Regions from separate parts of the Oncorhynchus mykiss genome. Here region 1 is linked to region 2. Evidence: chromatin contacts called from public Hi-C data. All regions are on one chromosome and are shown on one strand. The core of a region is the stretch at or near the end of the contact, and the rest is flanking DNA. Distances in the headings are between cores, read along the strand shown.

What was found. Hi-C and Micro-C count contacts between places; a contact is called where the count stands out from the background.
Region 1: a Hi-C map of liver shows a contact between it and region 2, with 5 times the contacts expected there. The contact joins the promoter of LOC110535115 here to the promoter of LOC110536384 in region 2. A contact is called at or near these places in 2 of 3 Hi-C or Micro-C datasets (blood and liver).

The regions. Positions count from the first base shown.
Region 1 is chr11:74,859,014-74,866,763 of USDA_OmykA_1.1, forward strand. It overlaps LOC110535115 (serine/threonine-protein kinase TAO3), which reads right to left and starts at 3,274. Exons shown (of 21, transcript XM_036936323.1): 1 at 2,913-3,274. It overlaps LOC118937398 (basic proline-rich protein-like), which reads right to left and starts at 604. Exons shown (of 5, transcript XM_036936343.1): 1 at 596-604; 2 at 1-295. The coding sequence starts at 604.
Region 2 is chr11:74,702,266-74,708,898 of USDA_OmykA_1.1, forward strand. LOC110536384 (V-set and immunoglobulin domain-containing protein 10) reads right to left here and starts at 5,249. Exons shown (of 9, transcript XM_021622145.2): 1 at 4,978-5,249; 2 at 4,131-4,442; 3 at 3,347-3,652; 4 at 2,977-3,125; 5 at 2,705-2,855; 6 at 1,478-1,762; 7 at 1,109-1,222; 8 at 597-755; 9 at 1-204. The coding sequence starts at 4,329. The coding sequence ends at 125. pebp1 (phosphatidylethanolamine binding protein 1) reads left to right here and starts at 5,035. Exons shown (of 5, transcript NM_001160679.1): 1 at 5,035-5,076; 2 at 5,457-5,610. The coding sequence starts at 5,476.

The sequences.
Region 1 (7,750 bases), core at 2,024-4,523, 150 kb after region 2:
CCTCCCTGGTAGAGGGGGCTGGAGCCTGAGCCTGCCTGCCAGAGGGGGCTGGAGCCTGGGCCTGCCTGCCTGGTAGAGGGGGCTGGAGCCTGGGCCTGCCTGCTAGAGGGGGCTGGAGCCTGGGCCTGCCTGCCTGGTAGAGGGGGCTGGAGCCTGGGCCTGCCTGCCTGGTAGAGGGGGCTGGAGCCTGGGCCTGCCTGCCTGGTAGAGGGGGCTGGAGCCTGGGCTTGCCTGCCTGGTAGAGGGGGCTGGAGCCTGGGCCTGCCTGGTAGAGGGGGCTGGAGCCTGGGCTTTCCTGTGTCCCAAATTGCACACTATTCCCTTTATATTAGGGCAGCCTAACCACTAGGGTAACCTAGTGGTTAGAGCGTTGGACTAGTAACCGGAAGTTTGCAAGTTCAAACCCCCGGCTGCCCCTGAACAGGGCCAGCCTGGAACCCACTGCTCCTAGGCCGTCATTGAAAATAAGAATTTGTTCTTAACTGACTTGCCTAGTTAAATAAAGGTTAAAAAAATATTGCACTACTTTTGATCAGTGCTCATAGGACCCAGAATGTCCCCCTCTCCCTGACAGCCACAGTTGATGTGTCCTCACCCCACGCATCCATCAACGCACCTCACACTTGCAGATATATAGTTGCACATTACAGTCAAACACGTTGCAGACTCACAGAAGAGGAACTACACAGAAAATATAGAGTCAGTCAGGGAAGACAAGCAGGATAAATATCAAGTTTTAATTGGACTTTACACGTGCAGAGGAACATGTAAGATATATGTAGCCAATGCCTATGGGATACATGCAATGCACACATACATGCATGCATAGGTTATTCACAAACACAAACCACAACCGTTGAGCACGCCAACAGATCAGACACACAGGATGTCAGTGACACTCGGCGAATGTCCCAAATGGCACCCTATTCCATATAGTGCACTACTTTTGTCCAGAGCCCTGATAAAAAGTAGTGCACTATATAGGGAATAGGGTTCCATTTGGGAGGAAGACAGGATGTCACGTCTGAATATCCTACAAAAAAGCTAAACTAACTGGGTGAAGGTAACAGAGGAGGGAGGGGCAACTTCCGTTGGACCTCGGTCACACACACAGACACGACCATTTCAGGCTATTGTCCCTCATCATACAATAAAAAAATATATTTAAAAAAATAGACTTAACTAGCTTAGTATTATCAGCTAGATAGGTGATGCAGGCAACCTTAAGGGACTGGTAGCCTTGGACTGCCACGGTGTAACTCTGTTCATAGTTACCTCCCACTCAAAGCCTGAGACTTACTGATGAGCTGGCTGGCCGACTTGATAAGGTTACTGTAGGTTATGTTGGAAGCAGAGGCTTAAGCAATGAAAGTTGTTTCTTTAAAATCAAGCTACTGGCTGCTAATGGGCAAATATTTGTTTATAGTGAGAGATAAATGAATGTACACATTATACAGAGAACTCTGATACAGAATATTCAAGAGCTGACCAAATATATGCTAAATATGGAAGCTAACGACTTCATATGGCTCAGGCAATATCTTGGGAAATTACAAGATATTGCATGTTCAGAACAAGCAGAAATGTGTTCATTACAAGCATGTCTGTTAGCTTCCTATTCAAGCTGTCTACATAAAAGGATGACATCATGAAGTCAGGTTGGTTGTTGTAGGCTGTTCCACTGGCTGCTATTTTAGCCTTTAATGAGACATTTCAAGCGCGTAATGTTAACCTACATTTACTTTTATGCAGATTACAGGAAACAAAATATCTGCATATCAGTGGTAAAGCTATCGTTGAAAGCATTGTATGAATGACAATAGACGGCAAATCAAACAAAACATTCAAAAAGGTAGCTGTCAATGCTGTTTAACCAGTGTGTAGTGCACTAGACCAACATTTGCTTCGAGCACAAAAACAATAGACGCACTAACGTTAGACTCGGGTGACAATGTCATTTCTGTCTGTCAATTACTGGGCAGTTAAAGCAAATTTCGTTTCATTTACATATTTTAACATGTGCATTGAGCTATGCAATCGTTTTCGATGTCTGGCAATCCATCCATCGCAGAATGTCCAAAAAATGATACAGTAAGTAAGTAGCTGGTTGTAAAACGTTCAGTCGCAACATGTATCCACTGAAAAACAGTCTGTGGCACAGCCAGACAGTAGCTAGCTACATTATAGTTCCAGCCGTCTAGTGACAACTCGCCAATTATCAAGTAAAACCTCTTGAAACAAAATGACAATTCACAAAATTGACAGCTAAACCAAGTTGAAAGGCTTTGAAGCAACTGCATACAGGTTTTAAAAACATGTCTCATTGTTTATCGAGAGGTTCAGTTTATAATTTAACACGACAAGAGGTGAACCAAACTGGCTTGTCATTTGCTCGCAATACTTACCCATGAGCTCAGGTCGGTGCTTATGAAAACACGTCCTCTGTTCCTCATTTGCCAAGCAATACTTTCAACGATTTAAAAGCACTGTATGAATGATAAACAATTTCCAATGAAACCGACGGTGAGAATTGTTTTGCGAGCAGGTGTAACCAACCAAGTATTTGGCTTGCACAGTTCAACTACCCTACGCACTTCACTGACTGCCTATCTAGTGAGACTGTTACGTTAAAACAACAATGCGTTCAAGTCTCAACTTCGGTAGTCATCATGCTATGAGTCATAATAAAGAATACAACTACGTTAGCCTGGTATCTTGACAACGAAATAATCATTTCACAGGAACATGGGTTACTTCGACTTCATCTTAAAGGAAACGAAGACATGACGACAGCGTACTAGGAAGTGTCTCTCGTGTATAAGGCCAGCAAATTAGAAGCGTGAAATTGTGACAGCAATAGCTAACATTAACATTTGTACCTTCATCATAAATAAACCAAATTAAAAACTGACCAGTGATGTTCTTGTTCCTTTTGATGAATCCCACGTTTCCAATAACATTTAGTCCAACTCCGAGAGACAACTTGACTTTCTGAAGTTTGGTCAGGACTTCCTGAATGAGGGCTCGAGTCGCTCCTTTCCTCCGCACGAGCACGGCCCCTTGCCGCTGACAGCTAGTTTGACAGGCGGAAATAAATTCGTAGATTATCTGGCAAGCAGCAGTTGTCTTTAGTTCTGGCCTCTATAAATGTTATGGTTTAAACAAACAAAAACACGACATTCACTGTATGTGTCACAGTTGTTTAGATCATGCCCGTTGATTATTGATCATGATCAATACATTGCACTGATCAAATGTCGTGTTGTCAAGACCATTGTCATTTAACTCTAGACAATATTGGACGTTTTAGTATGTGCTGTTTACAAGGAGAAACAATCGAGTTCAGAGTCAAAGCAGACGAGGACAGGAGGTGGATGAGAGAAACAAAAATGTATCGGTTATCGGCTATAAAGGATCATCAACAGACAACCTTTGGGGATAGAAAAACTAGGGATATCAATGTTAAAAATGAAAATGAATACTTGGGTACTGTATTAGGTTTCAGTCAAGTCCACATTAATAAAATAACATGGGGTTAATTGCATTTTTAAAAATGAGAAAACTCACATTTATTTTTGGGGGCTTTATGTATATTGTTCAATGGTGCATTGGGACAATATTGACCTCTGAAAGCGATGAAAGTCGGTCACAGAAATGTAAATTCTGATCAAATGTATCACTTGGCAGTGTTCATAAAAACTAAGGCGACACAATTGAGAAAAATGAAATAAATAAACAATAAGGCGATACTGACATCTGGTGTTAGAATTTAGAATGACACCTTTAATACTAGACAGTCCATGGAATGTATGTCTAATAAAAACATGATGAGTTGCAGGAAATCCATGCAAAACGCTTAAAAAGTAAAGTGAAGTATTAGGTCCTTGAGTTAGGTCCCGGGTTGAACCCCCATTTTCCCCTCTGCCTCCCTCTCAGTGTCTATAGGCTTGAGTTAGCTCAGCGGGCTAACACAGTCTTTTGACATGTAGAAGACCTAGGTTTAACCTTGGCCACAGACAGTGTGTTCAAGCTCAATCAGATATGACTGGAATCACACAAGGTTATTATAGTTTTGTGTTTTTATGTTAGTTTTTATTTCTATTAGTTTTAAGATTTGTATTTGAAATTCAGTTTAATTTCAGTTAGTTCTCAGATCTGATTTACTAGTTTTATTTTGTTAAAGTTTTATAAAAAATAAAAAATAGTTTTAGTGTTGGGGACAGAAAGTATCCTGTGTCGGAGGCCAGGAGCCATTTGTGTTGTATCGTTTTTTAGCTTGTTACTTCTTGCCACTTTGGGGCAGTAATGCTGGTTCAGGTCATAGGTTAAGTTAGTTATAAAGGGGGGCTGAACACACTGATTACCCATGTGTTTTTTTGCTGCTCATTAAAAAATGGATTTGAGTCTTGGGGGTGTTATGTTCGCTATATCATACCCTGGCAGTTAATGTTGTTTGTCCCTCCTGAGTCACCGTAGCAACAACATAGCCTCTAACACTTCCTCAAAATAGTCTGAACTATCTTAAATAAAGCTAGCTAGTTAGAAGTAGATAGCAGTAGCAGGCACATTGAGCAAGCAGGGCACATTAGCTTAATCAGTTTAGCATGCATATAACTTCTTACTTTCTTGTGTTCTTATTTTGTTTTTTAAATTTCTTCATGTGTTTCTGTTCTACCTCATGTTATTTTTAGTGCTACATTGATATATATTACTGCATTGTTGAGTTTGGAGATTGCAAGAAAAGCATTTCACTGTTCTTGTGCACGTGATAATAAAACTTGAAGTTTTTCAAGTCACTGTGAGCTGGCGACGTTTAGTTTTTACAACTTTCTTACTATCTATTACCAGAGTGTGTGTCTATCTGGCACTGTTTCCTAGGGAATCATGTTACAGAACAGGTCACAGCGGAACACAAGATGCTCGTGAATGGGTTCATAATTTTGGAATATTGTGGCAGTTGGGATGCAAGTGCGCATCGACTCAATTCTCATTTCGCCCAAAACGGACTCAAGTGATCATTATCAAACACATCATCAAGTGGCCACTCCATTAAGGGCTTAGGGGTCAAGTGTTCTTTCAACATAACTCTGGCAATGTGTTGTCTTATGTAATCAAGTCCAAGGCGCGTAGTAAGGTCTGTCTCGCTGTCTGGAGGTTCTGCTGCTAACCAACATGATAAAATACTACAGTTTGCTATAGAATACCACCACAGGAGGCTGGTGGCACCTTCATTGGGGAGGACAGGCTCGTGGTAACGACTGGAGCGGAATCAGTGCCATGGTATTCTACATTAAACACATGGTTTCCATGGTTTCCTGGTGTTTGATGCCATTCCATTTGCTCCGTTCCGGCCATTATTATGAGTTGTTCTCCCCTCAGCAGCCTCCACATGACATTTTGGTCATTCAGCAGACCCTCTTATCCAGAGTGACTTAAAGTTAGTGCATTCGTATTAAGATAGCTAGGTGGGACAACCACATATCACAGGCATAGTAAGTACACTTTTCCTCAGTAAAGTAGCTATCAGCAAAGTCAAAGCTAGACAGGGGGAGAAGGGGGAATCGATTGCAAGTGTTGGTTCAGAAAAAAAAAAAAAGGGGGGGTGTGGGTCGAGGTGAGGTGGGGAATCATTTTTTTCAAGATACTCTTTTGAAGAGGTAGGCTTTCAGGTGCTTCAGAAGATGGGCAGGGACTCTGCTGTTTAAGCTTCAGGGGAAAGCTGGCTCCACCATTGGGGTTCGAGGACAGAGAAGAGCTTGGACTGGGCTGAGCGGGCGATGGGCCTAAAGACCAGAGGTGACATAATGGACTGCTCGGGTTGGGCTGTAGGGTTTGAGCATAGCCTGAAGGTAGGGAAGGACAATTGGATAGAGTGCAAAAAGCTTTGCTAGGCAGTACCGCAAGTATCTGTGAACCCCCAGATTCAGAAGCTTAAAATCCCCATTTAATGTTTGCCCAACATTTTGAGAGAAAAAAACTAAAATTGAACATAATTCATAATGGTTTTTATTTTAGTTAGTTTTGGAGTTAAATGTAAGAATTTCAGTATAGTTTTAGCTCTTCAAATGGGTTTGTTAATTGTTTTAGACGGAAGTCGTTGAGCAAAGTCGGTAAGTGAAGTCTGGGGAGGCACATGTGCACATATGCAAGTCGGACTACTTCTGCTGTTTCAAGGAAACTCGACAATGGCAGACATGGCTTTCACCTTTGTTATTGCAGATGAAGTGGATGCTATCGAAATTGGTTCTACTAAGCTATATGGAATTGCTTTAACAAAGTCATACCAATGATCATTTTGTTATTTGATTTAGGAATGTTACACCCTTTGAAGTAACCCAAAAATATTTGTTTAAATGCTTGATAATTTTTTTTTATTTGGCCTTACTTCTATTAGTACATACAAACTCATTGAACAACAGATTAACCTATCCCCAAAAATCTAAAGGAAGTTTGTTCTGAAGTGTCTGTCCTATATCTGAGAGATATAAGTTTTTGTTTTATACATATAGTTAACCTCTTATTTTTGGCATTAAACAGTCTCCATATATACTGTACTTCCATTCACTTTTTCAACTGGTACCCAGGACCTTCAGACGAGTCTTGTAAGGCCTGTGGGCATCCTAGAGCGAAATAACATGTACGTGTTCGTGAGAGTCTCTCCTTTCCATAGAGGGGTCAGATTAGTGTGTAGCCCAAACTGTTTGGACGCTACAGAGAGAAGTTGGCAGATCGGCTGTCCCAAGACACTTGTAGAGAACACCATCCTGAGAGTGAGAGTCTCATCTTTCCATCATGCTAGTTTCTAGGCCAAACCGTTTGGACGCTACAGACGATTCTGTGAGAAGACCGATTTTCAGGATACCTCATGGTCTGACACATACCAAAGACGTGGAAGTGAGACATCGGCGGATGTGGTAGATTGAGACGCGTCCAATGCAAGACACCAGATATCTCTCGTTTAAACTGACAGCTTTTTATGTTTGTTTTTAATTACGCAAAATCAACTCTAGGGTGTTTTAAAGGACCGTTTTCGGGACATTGCCAGTGTAGAAATCCCCCAGATTAACAAATGCGTCGTTTACAATATGTATAACATTTTATTCACACGTAATAAACAAATCAACACTTTTTTTTTACAACAATATTACAGACAAGACAAATTCCTGGCTATAACATGGGACACAACATTACAGTTGTCAGCTATATTGTCGCAAGTTGGATATTTTATTTGTTACTGTAAGAAAGGTGGATCGAAAATAGATTGTAAAGGATGTACGGATTAACATCTATTTAAGCTCTGAAGGTTCATCCGCCCAAAACAGTAAACATGCATTGATAATAACCAATGATAGGTGACGATATCAACCATTTATGATTTCCAGTCGACTGCAGTCTTTGATCACATGCTGTAAAGGTCATGCAGTAGACAAGTTGAAAGTCAGACAATGTGTATACCCATAATGCAACACACTTTGCCTTGACAAAAGTGATTTGGTTGAGCGTGCCCCATGTCTATGGTCCAGACGGAGGGGAAATCCGCACACAATGCGTCCCTGACCACCTCCTGAAGTGGTCGTCCAGATCTGAACACAATACGACTTTTGTGCGTCTAGATCTGTCTTTTCAATGTGATCTTCGTATTCTGATACTAGAAGTCGCATGTAAGTGTCAAGTGTAGACACAGTGCTCTGACCTCAGTCTCCTCCTGCTACACAGGAAGAGTGGATGTTCCTGTATCCCTACTACCACT
Region 2 (6,633 bases), core at 3,999-6,498:
AAAACAAAACAAAGGTTAAATGGGTGGTAAAAAGCAAACCTATATACTGTATCTACATACTGTACAAACCAACCACCAATCATTACACACACAACAAAATCGTTTTCTTTAAGTCTTACAACACCTAAAACGTGACAAGTTCATCGATATCTCTATCTTCTAGCTGTAATGGATGTTCAAGAATTTCTGCATCTTCGTGGTCAACTAAAAAAGAGATTGGTTACAGATTTGGGTTATAGTTGCATCTACAGTATAAGATCAATACAAAACAGCAACAGAACCGTTATATTTGAGTAATTTAGCAGATTCTAATCCAGAGCGACTTTTACGAGCAATTAGGGTTAAGTTCCTTGCTCAAGGGCACAGACAGATTTTTCATCTAGTTGGCTCTGGGATTCGAACCCAGCGCTCTTAACCGCTAGGCTACCTGCCGCCCAGTTACAGTTCTATCCACTGTGTATTACGGATACATGTGCAAATACAACATTGCAACATTATTAATAGTGTCACATTTAATATAAAATACACATTTTGAAAACAACCCCCCCCCCCCTTCCCCTCCCTCTACAACTTGGAAGCAGAAAATCATTCCTTACTGGGTGGTATTGTGTGTATCTCTACAAGTGTAGTATTGTGTCCGTTGGTCAGAGGCAGAGGTGGAAGTCTGGGTATAGCTTCATGAAACACCTCCTCTTCATCTGCCTCTACCAGGCTCAACACATCTCCTCTCTCCCCCATTTGCTCAAATCCATTACCTGTAATAAAAAAAAACATATATTTAGATTTCAAAGTAGGTAGTTAGTATTTGCATATATCTTTTAGCAATTCGGTAACTTCACAAGTCAGTTATCGTCAAAGTATATCTTATATTATCTTAGGTGATGGGGGTCCTATTATCCATTCCCTTTCATGAAATTATACAAAAATAACCAGGGGTACAACTTTGGTTTTAGGGGGGGGACATAACTATTATTTTTAGTTATGTCCCCAGTGAAAATTGCACCCCTGAAAATAACAAACACAGATAATCTGATATGGCACGGGCAGTTACAAAGTTTAAGCCCCATCAACAAAAGGGACATTATAATGCATGGGAAAAAGATCTTACCCAGGCATATTCGGTCACGGTTGGAGTATATTGTTTTAGCAATAACAATCCCAGATCCTACTATCAAAATAGCTAGGAATATCCCTATGATTGCTCCACTGTATTGAGAGGTGGCTGTGGAAACAAAACAACATTAGACATGATTAAGTCAAAAAAAAGTTAAGTCACTAAAGAGAAATGAATGTACAATACTCTAAAGAGTCTTGTTAGAAGCTAACAGGGAGAGGCAACAGGTTTAGCGACATTCCAGGGAAGGTGTTGCCTTGCTACCTTTCTGCACCTGTAAGATCATCAACATAGATTATCACAAGGACCAGATGGAGTCTGCAGAGATATCCAATCTGTAAACACACACCTCTCTGAACTAACCTTTAACTGTTAAATAGATCTCCAACTCGCGGACCATCAGTGGGTTCTCGCTCCTGCAGAAGTAGAAGCCCTCGTCCTGCTTGGTGATGTTGACTATAGTGAGGGTGAAGGTGGGGCCCTGCTCTGACAGGACGTACTTAGGGCTGGAGATTACGTCCTCCTGCTGGGCTGTCCTCTGCCAGCTGGTGAGGGCTGGAGGCAGGGAGTTGGACTCTGTACACGTTAATGTCACGTTGGTTCCTTCTACCGCTGTGACTAGTGGTTCCCCTTCAGGATAGGGGGACTCTAGGGGACGAGGAGGGAGACTGGGGTTTAGACTGGGTTAGTGATAGATACACATCTAGCTAGATATCCTTCTATACAGGTATGCACACAATCACACAAACTGCGTTGGGTGTGACATGGGAAAAGTATAGCTTGGTAAGAGGTGTAGGTAACACATTATTTTTGTTCTTCCTCATTGTTTGAGTCATCTTGCCTGGTGCTCAGAAACGCTGATAAATTACTTCAAAATATCTCGCCTTTCTGGAATCACAAAGACAGCTCCCTCCTTTGCAGGTTTCTTTTGGAATCAGACCAGGTGTGCCACAGCCACTGGGTGTTTCACACATTACTAATATTCTATGAGCTTTGTACAGTTGTGGAAACCATTCAGTTGGTTAAAAGCTGAAAGTAAATAAGAGACAGACGAGATGTCTCTTTTAGTAATTACCCAACATCATCGTATCAAGTAAATTGGCCAATGGTAGGGTGTCCCAATAAAGCACCCTGAACTGAAAGGGGATACCTAGTCAGTTGTACAACAGAAAGGGGGATACCTAGTCAGTTGTACAACAGAAAGGGGGATACCTAGTCAGTTGTACAACAGAAAGGGGGATACCTAGTCAGTTGTACAACAGAAAGGGGGATACCTAGTCAGTTGTACAAAAGAAAGGGGGATACCTAGTCAGTTGTACAACAGAAAGGAGAGGGGGATACCTAGTCAGTTGTACAATTTAATGCAGAACTGATATTGACACGTTTCGGGGCATCTATGTACAGTTGCAATATAGAAACCATAAAGCTGAATGCAAACAAAAGGCATATCAGATGTTGGCTGGGTGTGCATCCCAAATGGCACCCTATTGCCTATATAGTACACTTATTTACCTATGGGTCATGTTCAGAAGTAGTGCACTATATAGGGAAGTGTTCCATTCACTACTTTTGCGGTAGTCTCTCACTTACTCAGGGTGAAGGAGCAGAACTTATCCTCTCCTGGACTTATCGTAGGGTGATGCCCATTACACTTCAGCATCTGCCCATCGAACAACAATGACCTGTTCAGATTCACCACCAGATTATCTGTCTCCTCCGACTCCATCAGTTGTCCAGCCACCTAAAAGAACCACAAAGGAAATAATTGAGGATAACACACACACACACGCAAAAATGTTTTATATATATTTTAAAAGCATGTATCCAATTAAGTAATGTTTTAACCCCCACAAAACAAACACCTGCTTCCCATGGCTCCCTGACGTCTGATGCTTCTCCCCCCAGAATAACGTGGGAGAGGGGTAGCCTCCAAACCAGCTACAGCTGAATTGGACATGGGACGGATCCTTCCCTGCGTTCCACAGACACTCTGGGTGCCTCTCTGGGGAATCTAAAGGAGAAAGATGGATGCTCTTTACAGTATAGAATTGATGAGGTATTTGGGTTATTACACAACAATAAGATAGACAAGTCATTTGAACAAGCACCACTGGCCACTGTATCTGATAGGTATCTATTAGGAGCTTAGGATATATACCGATATTCAAATTGTCACTAATCAACCACTATCAGAGACCATTAAGTCTGTTTCCCTTATAGTCAGTCACCTACAGTATACAAGCAGCTCTGTGCTAGAGCCAGCAGCCTTCTGGGAGATTGAGTTCTGGGCTCTGCAGCTGTAGTTCCCCTGAGCTGTGGGCTGAACATCCTCTATCCTGAAGTCCAGCCACGACCCACTGCCCACCGCCAGAGAGTCATTACTGGACGCCACACCCTGAAACCCCCAGGACAGGCTCTGGGAGGGGTAGGACAAGCTGGAACAGTTGAATGACACCGTGGAACCCCTGACAACAAAGAGGGTTCCGTTGGAAAGAGGCGTGGCTGGCTGGATGTCTATGATGCTATTGTCAGGACCACCTGCAAGAAGTAAACATGATATACTTTACTATAGTGTTGCCAAAGAAGGCAGACATTTTCCACTTGAAAACAGTCCTCACAGTATACAACAATCAAGCCTTGTTACAACCCAAGGCACCCATCTTTCATTATTGAGCAATGTGGACTGATTCCATAACATACAGAACATTTGTAAAAAATTATTCAGTCCCATTCCATCCATCCATCATATACTACATAATGGTCAAGGTAACACTGCAGTACCCCTCTGATCATGATTGTTCAAATGCCTACAAAACACACAGGCTACTACAGCATGTGCTATGAAACCAGCCCCAGCACCAAATAATCCAGAATAACCAGTTTCAAGGCAATAATTGTTCAAAATAATTTCTAGGGCAACTGCCAGGGCAATTGACCAAGATACCAGTACAGTATCTGCAAGTCATTATATGAAGGACATCAACACACATTGTTATGATAGAACACAGATACTTACTGACTATTTGCAATGTGAGACTTGTTTGAGTTTTGTTGTTATGGGGTAAAGAATCACAGAGATAGGTCCCCTCATCTGATAGATTAATTCTGTTGATGTACAAGCTTTGATTGTACAGTATGGTCAGGTGCCCTTCACTTGGGAATATTGGAATTATAATGGAATGATTGCGTTCAATGGTAAACTGGCCATTCGTCATCCATCGCGTGAATGAGGGGGTCACATTGGTCGCAGTGTTCCAACACGGAAGTATAATATTCTCTCCCAGTGTTCCAGCTACAGTAGTTTCATCCGAGCGCCCATTTGCTGCAACTTTCATAAAAACAATGAGCACGATAATTTAAGACAAGATTATTCAATTCAACAAATTGCGATTCAACAAATTGCTTATAAAAGTGAACAGTAGGCCTATATAGATCAAAACGTCAGACCTAATATAACTAATTTTACTGTATAGGCTAAAAACAATGGATTATGTTTCATAAACATGTCACAAGTGGACACTCACCGGTCTGATGCATGACCTGAAGAAAAATTGCAACTGCGAAGCCATTCATAATTATCCCTCCTACTGTATAGCATATATACTCTGATTTATAGTTAGACAAATGCTTTGGTTGCCAACCTCTGTCTGACTACCTGTTGTGCATGCGGTGACACAACACACCTCTACACCTAGTTTACATAACTGGTTAGAGTAACTGATATAGGAATTATGAGCCACAATAATTCAATATTTTTCTTCTCCATGGAACTGCCACATGCTATAATTTTTCAGCCATTTGGCTACCTGGCTGTTTACTCGCGGGCGTTTATCCGGAAACTTCAAACCACACCCAACACTTACCTTCTTAAAGGTGCAGCAGGGGATTTCTAGTTTATTGACAGTTAATACCGCTGTCACCGCGCTGATCAACGAGACGGGTTACCCAAGTTCACTGAGAAGGTGACAGACAGCCTATTATCTCTTTTTCTAGAGTGAAATCTAACTCAGGGAAAACTAACACACAAGTGTCTGAAATGTAGGTAATTTATATATATGTTTCTAGATCTTAAAGACACAATGTAGCTTTATCAGCAAAACGTGACAATTCGAGTAGGAGTGGACCTTGGTCATGAAAAGAACATTCTAGAAAGATAAATTCGCGTCATTGGGCAGTAAAGTGAGGGATTGACAGAACCTTAGGCCAATCACAAGTGCTAACTGCAGAGCTAGACGTACTGTGATTGGCCTAAACGCAATGCATAGTCAGGACTCCGGGCCCTGCCTGTGCCTGCCCCCTTGTGTTTTTGTGCAGAATAAGTCAAAGCAGCTCCTGTTTGCAGCTCTCCGGAATCAGTCAAAATGCCGGTAGATTTAAGCCAGTGGACAGGGAATCTTGCCCTAACAGAGGTGGATGAGAAGCCTGCACAGACCCTCCATGTCAAGTATGGCTCTCTTGAAATCGACGAGTTGGGCAAAGTGCTCACGCCAACACAGGTACTGTCAAAGACGAACGAGTATTTATTTTAGAACTAAACCAAGATAGACCATGCCTGTCTTTTCCAATGGGACCAAAGTGGGCAAAACAAGCAAATGAACAAAGTAAATGAGTATTCAGAAATGAACATTGTGTAGCTGTGATAACTGCAACGCCCTTTTTGTGCCACACTCGTTTATTTTACAATTGTGTTCTGTGAGCAATGCCCTAGATTTGTTCATGGCGACTCCATTAAAAAGTACTCTCTATCCCTATGATCAGTCAAACAAAACAGCTAATCGTGTTTGGTTTATGTTCTTTAGTCGCTGACCTTTCTCCAACACTGTGGTGTACACTGTTCGAATGAGTTACTCGCCGTTGCATTGGCGTTCATCTTTGACATAATAACTAACGATTTAGCGAATATTTTTTTAAATAACTAAACTAAGATAGACCACGCCTGTCGTTTCCAATGGGACCAAACGAGTCATAGTGGGCTGAGCCAAACACGAGCTAATGCGATCCTATTGGCGCGTTCTAGCCTGTATCTGCGCCGCCTATCTGAGGTGCGCCTGTGCAATAACTGAATTCGCCTTTGCACTCCTATACGCGATATATACACACACTTTTGGAAAGGGTAAAGTCTGCAACTTAGTCCACAACATATTATAGTTGGGAACAGAGAACTGTATTGAGAACAAATGTTTAATTGGTGCGAAAATGTGCAGAATGTCATCCCAAATCCATATCGTTCCATCTCCGGCCAGTGTGCTTCCTCTCACTACATATTTGGTAGTGAGCGGAAACGCCAAGCGGATGCTTCACATTCATACATCCGGTAAAATATCTCATTGTTCTGTGGAGTTAGCTTGCAAACTAGCTAGTGTCTCGAATATAATTCAGAGTTGTAGGGTTAACAGCACGTGCTCACGATTATGCTCAATAGATAGTAGTTGATACATTACATGAAATAAGCTCATTTAAAAAATGTTATTGATTGCTAGAATTTGCAAGACCAGGTTTATTTGCAAAAATGTGACACA